5 separate regions of the Sus scrofa genome follow, and all the other regions are linked to region 1. Evidence: chromatin contacts called from public Hi-C, HiChIP or PLAC-seq and promoter capture Hi-C data. All regions are on one chromosome and are shown on one strand. The core of a region is the stretch at or near the end of the contact, and the rest is flanking DNA. Distances in the headings are between cores, read along the strand shown.

Region 1 (2,664 bases), core at 97-2,596:
ATCTCTGGAGCCATCTTGATTTCGCCTTTTGGCCTGTTGGTGTATTTTGGTGACACTTAGGGAAGCAGGAGGGGATAGCTGGAAGCAAAATATGGAATGGTAAGGCAGAACTTCCTGATGATAACCTCTTCTTGGCCATGGAGCAGGGCAGAGGTTTGGAGCTGGAGCTGAGGCCAGGACAGGCTGCTCTCTGTCTCTGGTGGTGTCTGCAGCGTGTGACTCAAGTCCAGCTAGGTCTGTGGGTCTTGAAGGCTGCAGTGCACCTCTGCTACTTACTCCTCACCCTGTCTCTTCTCTGTGCAGTCCACCTGGGGGTAAGCATCCAGTAGGCACTGGATAAGTGGATTTTTTCATCCATGGTTACCTTGGGCAGATGCAGAGGTGGGTCTGGGACCTCTCTGGCTTGAGGGAGAGAAGACTCCTTTAGAAAGGCAGGCACATGGCTCTGAATAGGTGAGCTGAAAGCAGAGCTGCCTGGGCTGTTCAGGTGACTGTAGAGGGACTGGCCCGGACCCTATGCAGGGGGTCATGGTGGGGTCATCAGGCTGCCTGCATAGCTGAGCACTAACTATGCATCTTGTGGGCAGAGATCCCTTAAAGCTGGTCTGACTGACTCTGCCTTCCCAACAGTGAGTCCTGGGCACGCAGGATGCTCCCCTCTCTTTCTGCTTGGGGAAGGGGACTTCTTAATTATATCCCCCTCCACTCACATGGAAATGAGTTTGGATTTTCTGAGCACACACCAGCTGGCTGGGGGGGAGGCAGCCCAGAAGGCTGCTGGCTGGGGAAGGGAGGAGAAAGGCGGGGAGGGAGCCAGGCCAAGATGAAAATTCCGTGTTCTCACAGCTGAGCAAGGATGGGGCTCTGAGTGCTCCCTACAGATTATCGACCTTCTGCCCAAAACCCACACCCCCTCCTTAGGGGAAAGCGTCTTGTTCCTTCTTATAGGCTCAGAGGAGCCGTGTCCACTCAGGTCAGCCCATCCTCTGAGAACCACAGCCTTCAGAGTCCACTTAGCTGATCATTATCGAGGTTGTCTGTTCCCTCAGGAGAGGTCCTCTCTGACTTCTAGGCCAATCCCTTCCTGGGGTGGGGGGAGTAAATCTAAGGCCTTGAGAGGGGACAGGACCTGGCGCCGATCACAGGAGACCACAAGTCTGTCTTGCTCCCCTTCCCCCAGGTTATCCCCGTGGAGTTGCCCAGGAAAGGGGTGTCGAAGATTCCCCTGACAGCGGTCACTGCTTTACCCCTAAGCCAGCGGGTGGGGAAGTCGGAGAGGGACGGGGGAGGGGCGGGGTGGGGTCAGGCGTTTGACTCCGCCTCCTCTCGTTGGATCTGCCTGCGGTCGGGCGCTGGCTCAGTCTCGGCTGCTCTCCGCCGTTGCTCCGGGGCCGCGGGATGACACCGCCTCCGCCCGGATGCGCCGCCCTCGGCGCCCCGCGCGCCCGCGTTCCCAGTCCGCAGGCTCGGTCCGGGCTCCCGCTGCGGCTGCTGCTGCTGCTGCTGCTGCCGCTCTGGACGGCCGCCGCCTCTCAAGGCCACTCGAAGAGCGGACCCCGCATCTCTGCTGTCTGGAAAGGTAGGTGGCGCCGCGCTTGCAGCGCGGCTCGAGATCCGATGCCGCGCGGGGCGGGTGCGGAGTGTGCAGCACTGGAGAGAGTGCGTGCGCGCGGCTATGCAGGTCCTGGGCTGTCCCCGCGGATAGCGTGTGGGTCTGGGTGAATGTGTGAGTGTGCCCGCTGCCACGCCGGAGCGGGCTGTGACGCTGCGGCGAGCGAGCGGCAAGGGCTGGAGCCCCGGCTAAGTCACTCCAAGTCCGCCCGCAGCCGGGAGCCGCAGCGCGGGGGTGCAGGGGGGAGGGAGAGGGCCCTTCTCTCGGCCCCGAGGCGCTCTCAGTCCTCCAGCGCTGAGGCCTCTGTGCAGAATCCTTTCTCCTGCCGGGACCCCCACCCAGCTCCTCTCTTTCTGAGCTATGGGCTCCGCTGTCGCGCAGGGCGCAGGCTGGGCCGGCAAGGGGGGCGCGGACCCTTTGCCGCCGCCGCTGCGCTCCGGCTGCGGGAACAAAGACCCCGCTGCCTGCCCCTGCCCCCGCCCCGGCCCCAAGCGCGGGCCGGGTAAAGGGGTGGGTACCCTGTAGTGAGCCGGGACGTGGCTCCGTGCGGAGGCTTCAGGCACCCCGGCGCTGCCTCTGCAATGCTGGGACCCGCCGCTCCCCCCTTGTCCGCACGTGGCAGTTGTCACCAGGAATCCGAGCCAGCATGGGGGGCAGTGCCAGTTGGGTGGGGCGCGGCCACTGGGACCCCCAGGTAGGGGATCTGGCAAGGGGCTGCAGCTTTTAGGCCCTGGTGGATATGTGAACTTGGGGGACCGAAGTCTCCCCAGGGGCGCCTCAGTTTAGATCACTGTACAATGGGTCAAAAAGCTGGCTGGGTAGGTTTTGAGGTTTTGTGTTGCAAGGGACTGAAGTTCCCTGCATTGCACAAAAATGCTTCCCCACCCCCAGGACGACTATGCTCTGTCCCCAAATTTGGCAGGTGCTGCAGCCCCCCTGTGGTGGTGGTGGACTGGCAGTGGGGGTGGGAATGGTAGGTCTGGTCTCTCTGGGAGCCTTTTGATGCCTGAGGCGGTTTGCAGGGATTGCAGGAGCCTGAGCATTATCTGGGG
Region 2 (2,664 bases), core at 83-2,582, 440 kb before region 1:
TGTGGCATAGGCCTGCACCTGCCGCTCTGATTCCACCCCTAGCCTGGGAACTTTCATATGCCGCACCTGTGGCTCTAAAAAATAAAACTTTAAAAAACGCAGTCATAAATTATTTTCTCCTATCCCGCCTAATCACACTCCCACTCAACTGTTTTTGTGGCCCTGGAGGCTCATAAGTTGTACATTTTTGAACTACCCTGTGGAGACTAATAAATTAGCCTTGGGACAGCCTCATGAGATTTCGCAGTTACTACAAGGATCTGGAGCTACTTACCAGCCAGCTACAAACACATCCCTTGGGGGCCAGAGAAGTCACGAGCTGTGACAGCTCCGGCCTGGACACACTTTCATTCTTCTTCCCAAGGCCTATTTTGCCCTTGTTTGTCGCTGTAAGAAGGGTAGTGATATTGGTTCCATTTTAAAACGTGGAAACTGGAGTTCCCGGTGGAGCAGCAGAAACGAATCCGACTAAGAGCCATGAGGATGCGGGTTCCACCCCTGGCCTCACTCAGTGGGTTAAGGATCCGGCGCTGCCGTGAGCTGTGGTGTAGGTTGCAGACACTGCTTGGATCCCGCGTTGCTGTGGCTGTGGCATAGGCCGGCAGCTGTAGCTCCGATTAGACCCGGTAGGCTGGAAACCTCCATATGCCACGGGTGCGGCCCTAAAAAGACAAAAAATAATAATAATATGTGAAAACTGAGTCCTAGAGAGAGTCAGCCTCATCCAAGGTCTCAGGCATTGCGTGGTGTTGGAAATAACCTGGACTTGACATTAGAGTATCAGCGCAGGCAGTGTCTCTGGTTGTGTGACCTCCACAAGGTCTTTAAACTGTTTTCCCGCGCCTAGTTTCTTTTCTGGAGAAGGGCGCTGACACGTTCCTGTCTCCTACTGCTCTTTCTGGTTCAATCCAAGCTCTCCCCGGTCCGCCCTGGGGGAGCTGCGGCTGTGGCAAGAGGACCCATGCGCAGATACCACGAGGAGCGCGTGCGCACCAGGGCGCAAAGAGCTCGAAGTCCGCAGGTGCACATCCGCGGCCACCCCGAAAATATTGATATTTAATTTCCACTAGAGAAAAAATTTAGTTTGACAGCCAGGAACTCAGGCCAACTAAAAGCACGTGGTGTGCCAGAAAGGCGGGACTGCAGCAATCCAAACCCTCCGGAAGGGCGGAACAATTGAGCCAACCCCGCAACTGATGGGACCGGAAAGCTCAGGCGGGTACAATCTGCGCCCGCGCGCCGCCATCTTGCTCGAGGAGAGACCGCCTCCTTCCCGGTTGCTGGCTGGTTAGCCAGGAGGCGGGGCTCCACCACCCGGAGGGGCGTGGCCAAGCGATGGCGACAGCGGAGCCCAGTGGGCACGCGGTTCTGGCGTCCGTTCTGGGACCCCGGCCCAGCGGTGCTGGGTCTGCAGGTCCGCCCTCCGGCCGAAGCGGTATTGGAGTACCCCGGCTTGGGGAGCGGACTCTGGCTGCTGTGGAGAAGCGGGGGCCATACATGGTGACGCGCGCGCCTTCCATTCAGGCCAAGTTGCGTGAGTGCTGCCTGGTGGGGGTTCTCTGCCGGGGCGGGCTGCTGTGTCCCCGGGCGGGCTCCGGAGCCGCACCGGGGCGACCCTGGAGGGGCACCTGCAGCCCGCTCCCGCACCTCAAAATCCGTTCGGAGAGCGGGCTCCTGGCGTTTGGGATACACTGCGGAATGGGGAGGATCCCTCTGACTGCGGCCCTTTGACTTCCAGAGAAACACCGGGACCTGGCCAAGGCAGTTTTGCGGAGAAAGGGCATGCTGGGTGCCGCGCCGAACCGCCCCGACTCTTCAGGAAAAAGGTCTCAGCAAGCGCCACTTCCTCTGTGCAACCGTTTCCAGAGAAGGCTTTAGTGTTCAGGCCGGGAGACAGAAAGCAAACACACGTTTAGGGGCCGAACTAGTGATTCCCCTGAAGCCAACCTGTCAGGTTCACTGCATTAAAATGAGAAGAGGAACCACCTTTTCTTTTCCTTCTAGAATGTGATGATTTCAAGGAAAGGGCTTTGGAATAAGTTTTGTCAGTGAGTAGGGTCATTCACTAAGTTAGGGAGGAATATAGTGGCTGGGGCCCCAAAGAGTGAGGATGGAGAGCAGTGTGGGAAGTCAGGGCTGTTTGTTTGCTTCTAACAGAATGGTAAACTCTAAGGATTGGGTGGGACTTTATCCAGGGCCTCTCTTACAAATAAGGGCTAAAGCAGGTGAAGGAATTTGCCTAAGAACTTTTTCTGTTCCCTGGTTAAATTAGGTGGGGAGACAGGGCTTTTCCCAATTCATTAAAGAGGGGGTGTGCTTTTCTTCAGGAGCAGCAGGGGGAGTGGTGTGAGGAAGTGCATATTCTGAGGAGCTGTAGCCACATACATGGCAGGCAGTGGTGGCTGTGTGACCAGGTAGAAGGCAAGTCAGGAGTAGTGCCATCAGTTGGGTTTTTTCCCATAAGGGTGAGGACTCTGGCTTTCGCTGCGAAAAGCTGGTGCTTTACCTATGCTTGGTTTTCCCCCCATCTCCCCTTAGGTCAGTGAAGTTTAACAAGGGCTATACTGCTCTTAGTCAGAGTCCAGATGAAAACCTGGTGTCCCTTGACTCTGACAGGTAAGTGCACTCCTTGGAAATACCCTTGGGGAGTGATTTGGGTAAAAT
Region 3 (2,664 bases), core at 65-2,564, 350 kb after region 1:
TGTTCAGTAAAAATAATTATAATTGGACTTGACTTTTTTTTCCATACAAACACTCTCAGATAGCATGGTGTTCCGGTTTTGACTTTTCAGATAGAAACTAACTACTCACACCTCAGCCTAGAATCTAGCTGTACTGAGACTCCATGGCAGTGCTTGTGGAAAATTCCATTATAAGACTTTCTAAAGGGCAGTTTGGTAATATGTATCGAAACATAAAACTTTCATACCCCTTCACCTAGCAAAGGCATTTCTGAAAACTTATCCTAAAGAAATTCCTGAATATGCGTGCAAAGATGATTCTGCAGCATTATTTCTTATAAGGGAAATTGGAAACTATTACTATCCATCCATTTGCATTCGATAGCACAAAGAGTATCATCACCACTGACGCAGCTAGTCTTCGAGCCACACTTTGAGTTGTAAGACCTTAGAAGCTCCCCGTCCCACGTTCCTAGTGGGACTCTATTATCTCTGCTCCCCGCATCCTCTACCCCGCTCCTAGATGCGCCACCCACACCCTGGGCCAGTCCGCTCACCTAGTCAGCGCAGGGCTGCGGTGGTTGGGGTTGGAGCAGAAGATGTTGTTTGACTTGCGCGTGCAGTCCAGGAACTCGCCGACCGACTGGCTGCGGAGCTCGGCCAGCGGCCTGGCCTCGTGCTTGAGGAACCACTGATGCGCCTCGACACACTTGGCGCAGAGGAGCTGCTCACACTCAAAGCACCAGTAGTTGGCTGGTTCTTTGCAGCGGGTGCAAAGCGCCTGCGAATCCATGATCTGCCGGTACACGGACAGGCGCCGCTGCAGGCTCTCGAAGAAGACGTTATCCAGGGCCTGCGTGTCAGCGCCTTGGGGCCAGGGTGCCTGGCAGATGGGGCACTGCAAGCCCGGCTGCGGCAGGCATCCTGAACACAGCGTGTGCAGACAAGGTAGCAGCTTGGGGCATTTGGCTTCCTTCCGGCAGCCCTGGCAGCGCAAGAACTGGAACTCTTCTTCCATGGCTTGCTGGGGGACCAGAGAGGGAGGTGAGACCCGAAGTTCCAGGAGTCCCCACCCAACACGTGCTTGCCCCTATGGCTGGAGGCTGGGAGTGGAACTTACTATTCCATACCAGGCTGTCACTGGATGAGGCAAAACCCATCAGCACCCCAATCCTCCGTTTACTCAAACCTTCCCACACTTACTCCACAATTTACTGAGCACCTGCTTCTCCTAAGACACGGTACTAGGCCCATCCTATACACGGATGTATAGCACACATCCCTGCCTTCAAGGAACTTAAGTTTAGAAAAGAGATTCATTAAGTGTATGTCATATAACCTCATATAAAATACCAAAATACACTTTGGTAGTTCTTCAAAAAGTTAAACGTAGAACTACCATATGATCCAGCAATTCCACTCCTAGATATATACCCCCAAAAACTGAAAACAAGTACCCAGATACCCATTGTTCTACACACAGCATTATTCACAATAGCCAAAAAGCACAAACAACCCAAGTACCCATCAACAGATGAACGGATAAACAAAATGTGGTATACAATGGAATATTATTCAGACTTCAAAAGGAAATTCTGATACATGCTACAACATGGATGAACCTTGAAGACATTATGCTAAGTAAAATCCAATACAAAGGGAAAAATGTTGTAGGATTAAACTTATATGAAATATCCAGACTAGGCAAAATCAGAGACAAAAAGTAGATTAGAGGCTCTCAGCCACTGGGGGAAGAGGGGAATAAGGAACTATTACTTAGACGGTACAGACTTTGGATGAAAAAACTCAGGAAAGATATGGGTGATGGTTACACAACATTACCAACGGCTTGAAGCCACTGGCTTTTACACTTAGAAAAGGATAAAACACACATAACACATAGATGTTATTGTATTTTACTACCAAAAAAATGCTAAACACAATACGTGGCACATGAAAAGTGTTCATAAAGGTTAACGGTATTGTTAATATTATTCCTGGGTGTGATAAAGCAGATAATAAAAGTTACTGCAATGTGGTCTTACGTGTACTTTCAAGAGGAAGAGTAAAAAGGGCCTGTTAGAACACAGAGCAAGTGATGTAAGTAGTTCCTTTGATGTGGGAGGCTGGGGAGTCTGTGCAGGAGGAGACTAATAAACTCCTATTAAACCCTTTGGGGATGGGGGTTGGGAGGGCAGAGGACTCGGAGAAAAGGATCCAAGAAGCTTCCTAAAGGGGGAACCACAGGAACTTGAGGCCTTAGCCAAGACACCTACCTCTCTGCCACTTTCTGATCTAAGAACTAGGGTTCTGGTTTTTCAACGCCTGGGACATACTCGGGGCTCCCAAGCCAGTGCAATAAGGCTGCTATTTCCTTTCGTCCTAACAGGTGGGGTCTTTCACCTGAGGCAGGGATAAGAGGTAAGTCGCCAGCGTGGGCGCAAGAGTCTGGTCTCCAGTGCCACTGACCCTCAGCATCTCACCCCGCTGCTAGTAGAGAATCACAGTCCAGAGAGGCCCACCTAACTCATCCTGGTCCCCTTTTCTACTTTCGCGCATCCCTACCCCAATCGAGAAGGTCAGAACCCTTGGGCCTGATCTTCCCTCTTTGTGTCACTCTTTAAGGTACCTGACCAAGTTTCCTTGTCCTTTCCCATCTGTTCTCCCCCACCCACCCACCCCTAC
Region 4 (2,664 bases), core at 66-2,565, 340 kb before region 1:
AGAGGCTGACACTCCTGGCCCAGAAAGGCTTCTAAGCTTCTAATTACCGCTCAAGAGCCTAATTACCTACATGCACTGGGCAGTGGGGACTCTAGGCCTCCCCAGAGCCCTAACCCAGGCCTCGGTTCTGCCGCCCCCCGCCCCAAGTACACGCTATGGTCTTTGCATCTTCATTTGCCCACATTTACATACAGCCTGTCAGCACTGACCTTCAATGAACCCTTAAAAACCAGAGTGTCCTTGTCCCTCACCCCAAAGTCTCCTAGCCACCTTACAGGTGGGGCCCAGAGGCCAGGGAACTATCCAGAACTTTGGCCCCCTGATTCCTGGTCTCCCCATCTCAGAACCAGGACCCACAAAACACACAGCTAGGGCGGCCCAACTCAAAGCACATTCAGCCTAGCTCCCCAGAAGAGGGAAAAGAGGTGTTACCAGTACCCTCCCCCCACAGGGTAGACTGTGCAAACGAGAGCATGGGAGTGAGCGCCTACTGACCCAATGCCGCCTGAGTTACTTAATCCTCAAAACTCCCCTCAGGTACTACTGTTGATCTGCTTGACAGAGGAGGAACCAGGCTGAGGAGAGTCACCCAGCTCCAAGGGGCAGAGCAAGGGTTTGAGTTCAAATTCTGTCTGAACTTGGATGGGAGAAAGCCCTCCACCCTCTCCTTAGGCAGGACAGATGACACCCTAAAAAGGGACAGTTAGGCGAAGGAGGGTGGCTGAGGGGACCTGTGCCCAGAGACCGGCCTCCTGCTCTGGGAAGTGTGGGTTACATCTGTGCCATACCCTGCCTGGCAGAGAGGCCAAGAGTTTATCCAGGGCCACACAGCAGCTAGAGAAGCCAGCAGCCCTAGAGCAGGTAGATACTCCAAGCAAGGATCTCTGCCCCTACCCTCCCTCTTTCTCAAATGCTTCTCGATGTTCATGGCCCTTCCCCTCCAGGAAGCCCTCCAGGCTGCTCCAGCCTACGCAGATCCCCAGCTTCTGAGCTCCTACCAGCCCTGCCAGGAAGTTGGAACCACAGGCCTCCCCTGACTAACTCCTCTGACTCTGGTCTCCTCTACTGGCCAGCAGTGGAGCTCTCAGGGTTCCTTCTTCCCCGCTCCCCTCCAGTCTCCCTGCAGTGTGGACAGCACAGGCTACAGCCAGCCAGGCCTGGGTGAGGACCAGGGGCCGGGCTGAGAAGCAGCCGCCAGGGTGTGCAGGCGTCAGATGATACCCAGGTTTTCACCCACCCACAAGGCTTCCAACTGCAGAGAGCAGGACCGACAGAGGGGGTGCCAGGCCGCCTCTCTTCTGCTTCTTGGGGGCCCAGACCACGGAAAGGGGGGGAGGCGGAGGGAAGCTGCGGTTGGAGGCCCAGCCCTACTGAGGCGTACAGAGCTGGTGTGTGATGAGAAGCTATGCTCATCACAGTACCTCAAAACCAGGAAGAGAAACTGAGCAGGCAGAAAGGCGAGCCAGGCTGCGTGGGGCCCTCAGGGCCCTGGGGGCCTGCCAAGGGGAGCTACTGGACAGTCACTGGACAAACCACCTCTCCTCCCAGGCCTCAGCTTCCCTATGGGAAAAACGGGATTCTCTGCCTGGTCCTTCCAGTCTGCCCTGACTGGGACGGGCTGGGGCCTGCCTGATACGAGACCACCCCCCACTAGTGGAGTACTCCTGATCCCGCAGTGGGCTCTGGACTCTCCCGGGAAGCGGGGTCAGCCCCCTGAAGCCAGCCTCGCCCAGTCTGCTTCTCCCCTCAGCCACGCAGGGAGCACACTAGCTCTTCCTTCACCAGCTCTTTATTTTTAGGTCTGAATTTGACTTTAATCATTACTTAGCGGATTCTATTTCCAGCCCTTGGATGAAGGGACCCAGAGGAGTGGAGGAAGGGAGGCAGTGCTCCCTGCCTGGCGTGGGGGGTGGCCTGCTCCTCCACCCATCCTGTCCCCAACCAAGGAGGGGGGCACTGAGAAACACCCAAAGGGCTCACCCCAGCCAGGCCAGCATCTTGGAGAGGACCACACCCTGTGACCTCATCCAAGCCCAAGCTGTGGGACAGGAGGGCAGTTGTAATGCCCACTTCCCCTGTGCCAAGACCAGGGAAGAGGGAGAAACTCCAAAGGCAAAAGTCTGGCTGCTGGAATCCAATGTCATGCACCTGGGAGCCCTCTGCATTGAATGGACCGCTTCAGGGAGGACCCTTTCCTAAGTTAGTCCTGAGCCATACCAGGATCACCTGGGGTTATGGACTCCTAGGCCCTGGGAGTGCCAGGCTGAGACTGGCTTCCTCCTACTGTCCACGGGCTGGCCCTAGTAGGGCACTGGTCCCCACAGAAGCAGAACAAGAGGAAGCGAGTGACGTCACAGCAGTACACACTCAGGTTAAACCTGAGGAACACCGGCCAAAGGGAAGGACGCTAACACACAAGCCTTCCCCTGTGATTTGGGGACTACCCATGTTCTCCTCCACCTCCCAGGGGCGAGGGTCTAGAATCTCTGCCTCCTCCCTCCCAGATGCTGGGAAGGGCAAGACCATGAGGCTGGCATGGCTGTCCCTTGCTTGGGGCGCAAGACGCCTGGGTCCCTTGTCCAAGACTCAGTTTTCCCAGGGAAAGCTGGCCTCTATTTGCACTGGGGAAACAGGGCTGGCCCAGGATGGCTGAAGCTGGTGGAC
Region 5 (2,664 bases), core at 119-2,618, 300 kb after region 1:
CTTTCTCTATAGACACCCAGCACTCCGGGCGCCCTCGGCCCCCCATTCCTCACTCAGGCTGAAGTGGTCTCCGGAGGTGGGTCCATGGGGTTTGGGGCCTTGGAGATCAGTCTTCTGATTTGAGTGTTGAGCATTTTAATGAGCTGGGGAGGTGGACAAGAGAGCCGGGTGATGGGTGCTGCATCTAAAGAGACCACCGACCAAGGCTTCAGAGGAGCCTTTGTAAATTAAATATGAATAGCGCGCATACTCCCCATTCTTCCCTCTCTCTTAGTCCTGTGGTCGCTACTGACTGGGACCAGCGCATCTCACTCAACCCAGAATTCAGAACCCAGAACTTCATTCCACCTACTGGGCCCTGTAGTCCTCACAGACAACCCCACCCCCACCCCCTGGAAGGGCACCCAGGGGGAGAAGGTATCTTTGAGAGGGGAGGAGGAGTAAAGGGACCTTGACCCTGCAGTGGCGGAGGCAGTCAGAGCAGGTCTGGGGATGAGTCTGAGCAGTTTGGGCTTAACTGGGCCAGGGAATGGCGTGGCTGGCTGGCCTGGCACAGCCTCTTTGTTTGCGGAGCAAGGAGGGGGTCCTGAGGGCGTGGCTGGTGTCTTGGGAATCCTGAGAGAGCAGCTCCAGGAGCTTTGTCTGAGGAAGAGGGATCTGAGGAGGCTGGGGCACAGCAGCAGGGCTGCAGAGTCCTGGTTGGGGTGTCTTGAAGACTTTTCCTGGAGGAGGGAGGGGCGCCCGGCATAAAGGCAAGGACCAAGGTCCAGGTGTGGAGGCCTGCGAGACTTGTGGACCCTCCACCCAGTTTTCACCTCTTTTTTGGTTCTTTTCATCTTCAGCTAGAGGCAGACGGGGATGCAGGCAGGGGATAACATGGAGCAGTTGAAGGACCGAAAGACAGACTGGGGAAGGGAAGGAAAAATGAGCTCGCCCACTCTCGGCAGAGAGCTTCCCTGGACTGCAGACACCTGCCCCACCCACATCCCCAGAATCTCTGCAGCCCGCCGGCCAAGAAAGCCCCTCATCCTTGCTCTTTTGTCGGAGATACAGAAGCCAGGGGAATTCTCAGGGAGACAGGGCTCCAGGCTCCCGGAGGGTGCAGCGGCCACCCAGGTGAGGGTGCCGACTCTGGCAGACCCTCAGGGCTCCCATCCAGTCTCCAGCAAGCGCTTTTGTTTCCCAACCCTGCCCTGGGGGAAAGACGACCTTACCCTCGCCTTGGACCCTGAAGAGCTCAGTGCACGCCCTGTCTGGGCTGGAGCCCATCTCGCTCTGAGCAGAGTTCGCTGAGGCTAGGGGTAGGAGCAATGACTCCAGGATCTGCCTCCGAGCCCTGCTAGAAGACTGAGAGTATCTGGACCCGTGCCACCAGGCACGCAAGAGCCGCTCTAATGTCTGTAATGTTAATAATGGTACAGTCACTGAACGGCTGGGGAACTGGGAGCGAAATTCCACCCCCATTGCTACCCACGTCTTTGATGGTTAAAGAAACAGATATCTAGTCCGGTGTGTGGAAATAGGTGTAGGGAGAGGAGGGATACAAGGTTCCAAGAGGCCAGCACGGAGGGCCCAGTTTTGGAATCCACAGAATCCGGAATAAGGCTTTTTGAGCAGGCAGGGTGCCAGTCCTAGATAGACCCAGGGCAGAGAGCTGGAGCTCCGGACAGCATTTTGTGGATTGATCTCTACCTTCCACCTTGCCGCCCTGGACGGTCTCAGGGTTGGGTGAGTTGAAAGCCCGGTGATCCCAGCGCTCGCTTCCCGGGTTCTGGCCAAAGCCTTGGTCCCAGGTCTGGTTTGTGCGCGCCCCCTGCTGGAAATTGCCAGCCGGCCTCCGAGGCCCTGGGACAATGGTTGGGGAATACTGGGGCTCAAGCCTGGGATCAAGGCATGTGCTGCACCCGGGACCCCATGTTTCAAAGTGGGAGACGCTAAACCAAGGCACCGAAGCTTTCCTTCCCATGCACACCCAGTGTACATCCCAGGAGTCTGCAACATTCCTCCCCTAACCCCACCCCACCTCACACCCCATTGTGTTTCTCATGCCCAGGATATAATAGGCACCCTCTGTATACTCATTGATCGAATAGTCCCTGGCACGAACTAATGAGTTTAATTCTGGGACAAAACCGTCCTGTATTCCCCAACCTACCCCCCCCAATCCCATCCCTTGGTGCCCAGAGCACTTTCTCTTTGAGTTAAGAAAGTTAAGTCTTCTAACTTTCCCAGGGACCTATAAAAAGTCCAAGGTCTGAAAAAGAAAATCTTTTCCAGGCTCTAAAAGGGGAATAGAAAACTACAAAGTTGGAAGGAATAGATGTTTGATTAAATGTTTAGGATATATCACATTGTACATTCGACTGAGTGCAACTGCATTCAGAGGTGGCCATGTCCTTGTATCTAATATGACAGGTGCGTGATTTAATAAATGAAGGGAGGGTCTCCGAGAGTAAGAAAGCCAGAGCCCAGAAGGGCATCACGCATCCCCAGCTTAGCAGTCTGCTCAGGCAAACCTCCCCTCCAGCCAGAATTTCCTAAATGCAGAGCTTCCAACCTTTTGGCTTCTGTAGTCCCTGTTTATAAACCACTGCCCCCCCATCCCTCCTTCACCTCATACATACTCTACATAGTGGTTAGGAGCGAACATTCTAGCATCAGACT

The links. Promoter capture Hi-C pulls out the DNA fragments that hold promoters and counts their contacts. A called contact is a pair of places that touch in the nucleus more often than the background predicts. HiChIP or PLAC-seq counts read pairs in DNA pulled down with a chosen protein or histone mark.
Region 2: a contact with region 1 is called in a Hi-C map of embryonic fibroblasts, with 1.9 times the contacts expected there. The contact joins the promoter of FAM219B here to the promoter of SEMA7A in region 1. A contact is called at or near these places in 1 of 47 Hi-C or Micro-C datasets (embryonic fibroblasts) and 1 of 2 datasets of contacts at active chromatin or transcription factors (alveolar macrophages).
Region 3: an H3K27ac HiChIP or PLAC-seq map of alveolar macrophages shows a contact between it and region 1. The contact joins the promoter of STOML1 here to the promoter of SEMA7A in region 1. A contact is called at or near these places in 1 of 47 Hi-C or Micro-C datasets (liver) and 1 of 2 datasets of contacts at active chromatin or transcription factors (alveolar macrophages).
Region 4: a contact with region 1 is called in an H3K27ac HiChIP or PLAC-seq map of alveolar macrophages. The contact joins the enhancer-like site here to the promoter of SEMA7A in region 1. A contact is called at or near these places in 1 of 47 Hi-C or Micro-C datasets (blood) and 1 of 2 datasets of contacts at active chromatin or transcription factors (alveolar macrophages).
Region 5: a contact with region 1 is called in a promoter capture Hi-C map of fetal skeletal muscle, with 7 times the contacts expected there. The contact joins the promoter of ISLR2 here to the promoter of SEMA7A in region 1. A contact is called at or near these places in 1 of 5 promoter capture datasets (fetal skeletal muscle), 5 of 47 Hi-C or Micro-C datasets (embryonic fibroblasts, liver, mesenteric adipose tissue and 2 more) and 1 of 2 datasets of contacts at active chromatin or transcription factors (alveolar macrophages).

Annotation. Positions count from the first base shown.
Region 1 is chr7:59,093,573-59,096,236 of Sscrofa11.1, forward strand. SEMA7A (semaphorin-7A) reads left to right here and starts at 1,347. Exons shown (of 14, transcript XM_021099054.1): 1 at 1,347-1,579. The coding sequence starts at 1,399.
Region 2 is chr7:58,649,438-58,652,101 of Sscrofa11.1, forward strand. It overlaps FAM219B (family with sequence similarity 219 member B), which reads left to right and starts at 1,333. Exons shown (of 5, transcript NM_001243582.1): 1 at 1,333-1,534; 2 at 1,739-1,826; 3 at 2,539-2,616. The coding sequence starts at 1,336.
Region 3 is chr7:59,447,186-59,449,849 of Sscrofa11.1, forward strand. It overlaps STOML1 (stomatin-like protein 1), which reads left to right and starts at 1,315. Exons shown (of 8, transcript XM_021099072.1): 1 at 1,315-2,079; 2 at 2,369-2,400. It overlaps PML (protein PML), which reads right to left. Exons shown (of 10, transcript XM_001925572.5): 3 at 537-1,003.
Region 4 is chr7:58,748,891-58,751,554 of Sscrofa11.1, forward strand. All of the region lies in intron 1 of CSK (c-src tyrosine kinase), which reads right to left. Among named protein-coding and RNA genes, the nearest start is that of CSK, 4.8 kb to the right of the region's middle. Within about 2 kb of position 1,316, at least 36 of the 83 cell types and tissues checked have an H3K27ac peak or open chromatin away from gene starts, as enhancers often do. A contact at or near this core is called in alveolar macrophages, where this site is marked.
Region 5 is chr7:59,391,817-59,394,480 of Sscrofa11.1, forward strand. It overlaps ISLR2 (immunoglobulin superfamily containing leucine-rich repeat protein 2), which reads right to left and starts at 1,369. Exons shown (of 3, transcript XM_013978091.2): 1 at 1,215-1,369. The coding sequence starts at 1,269.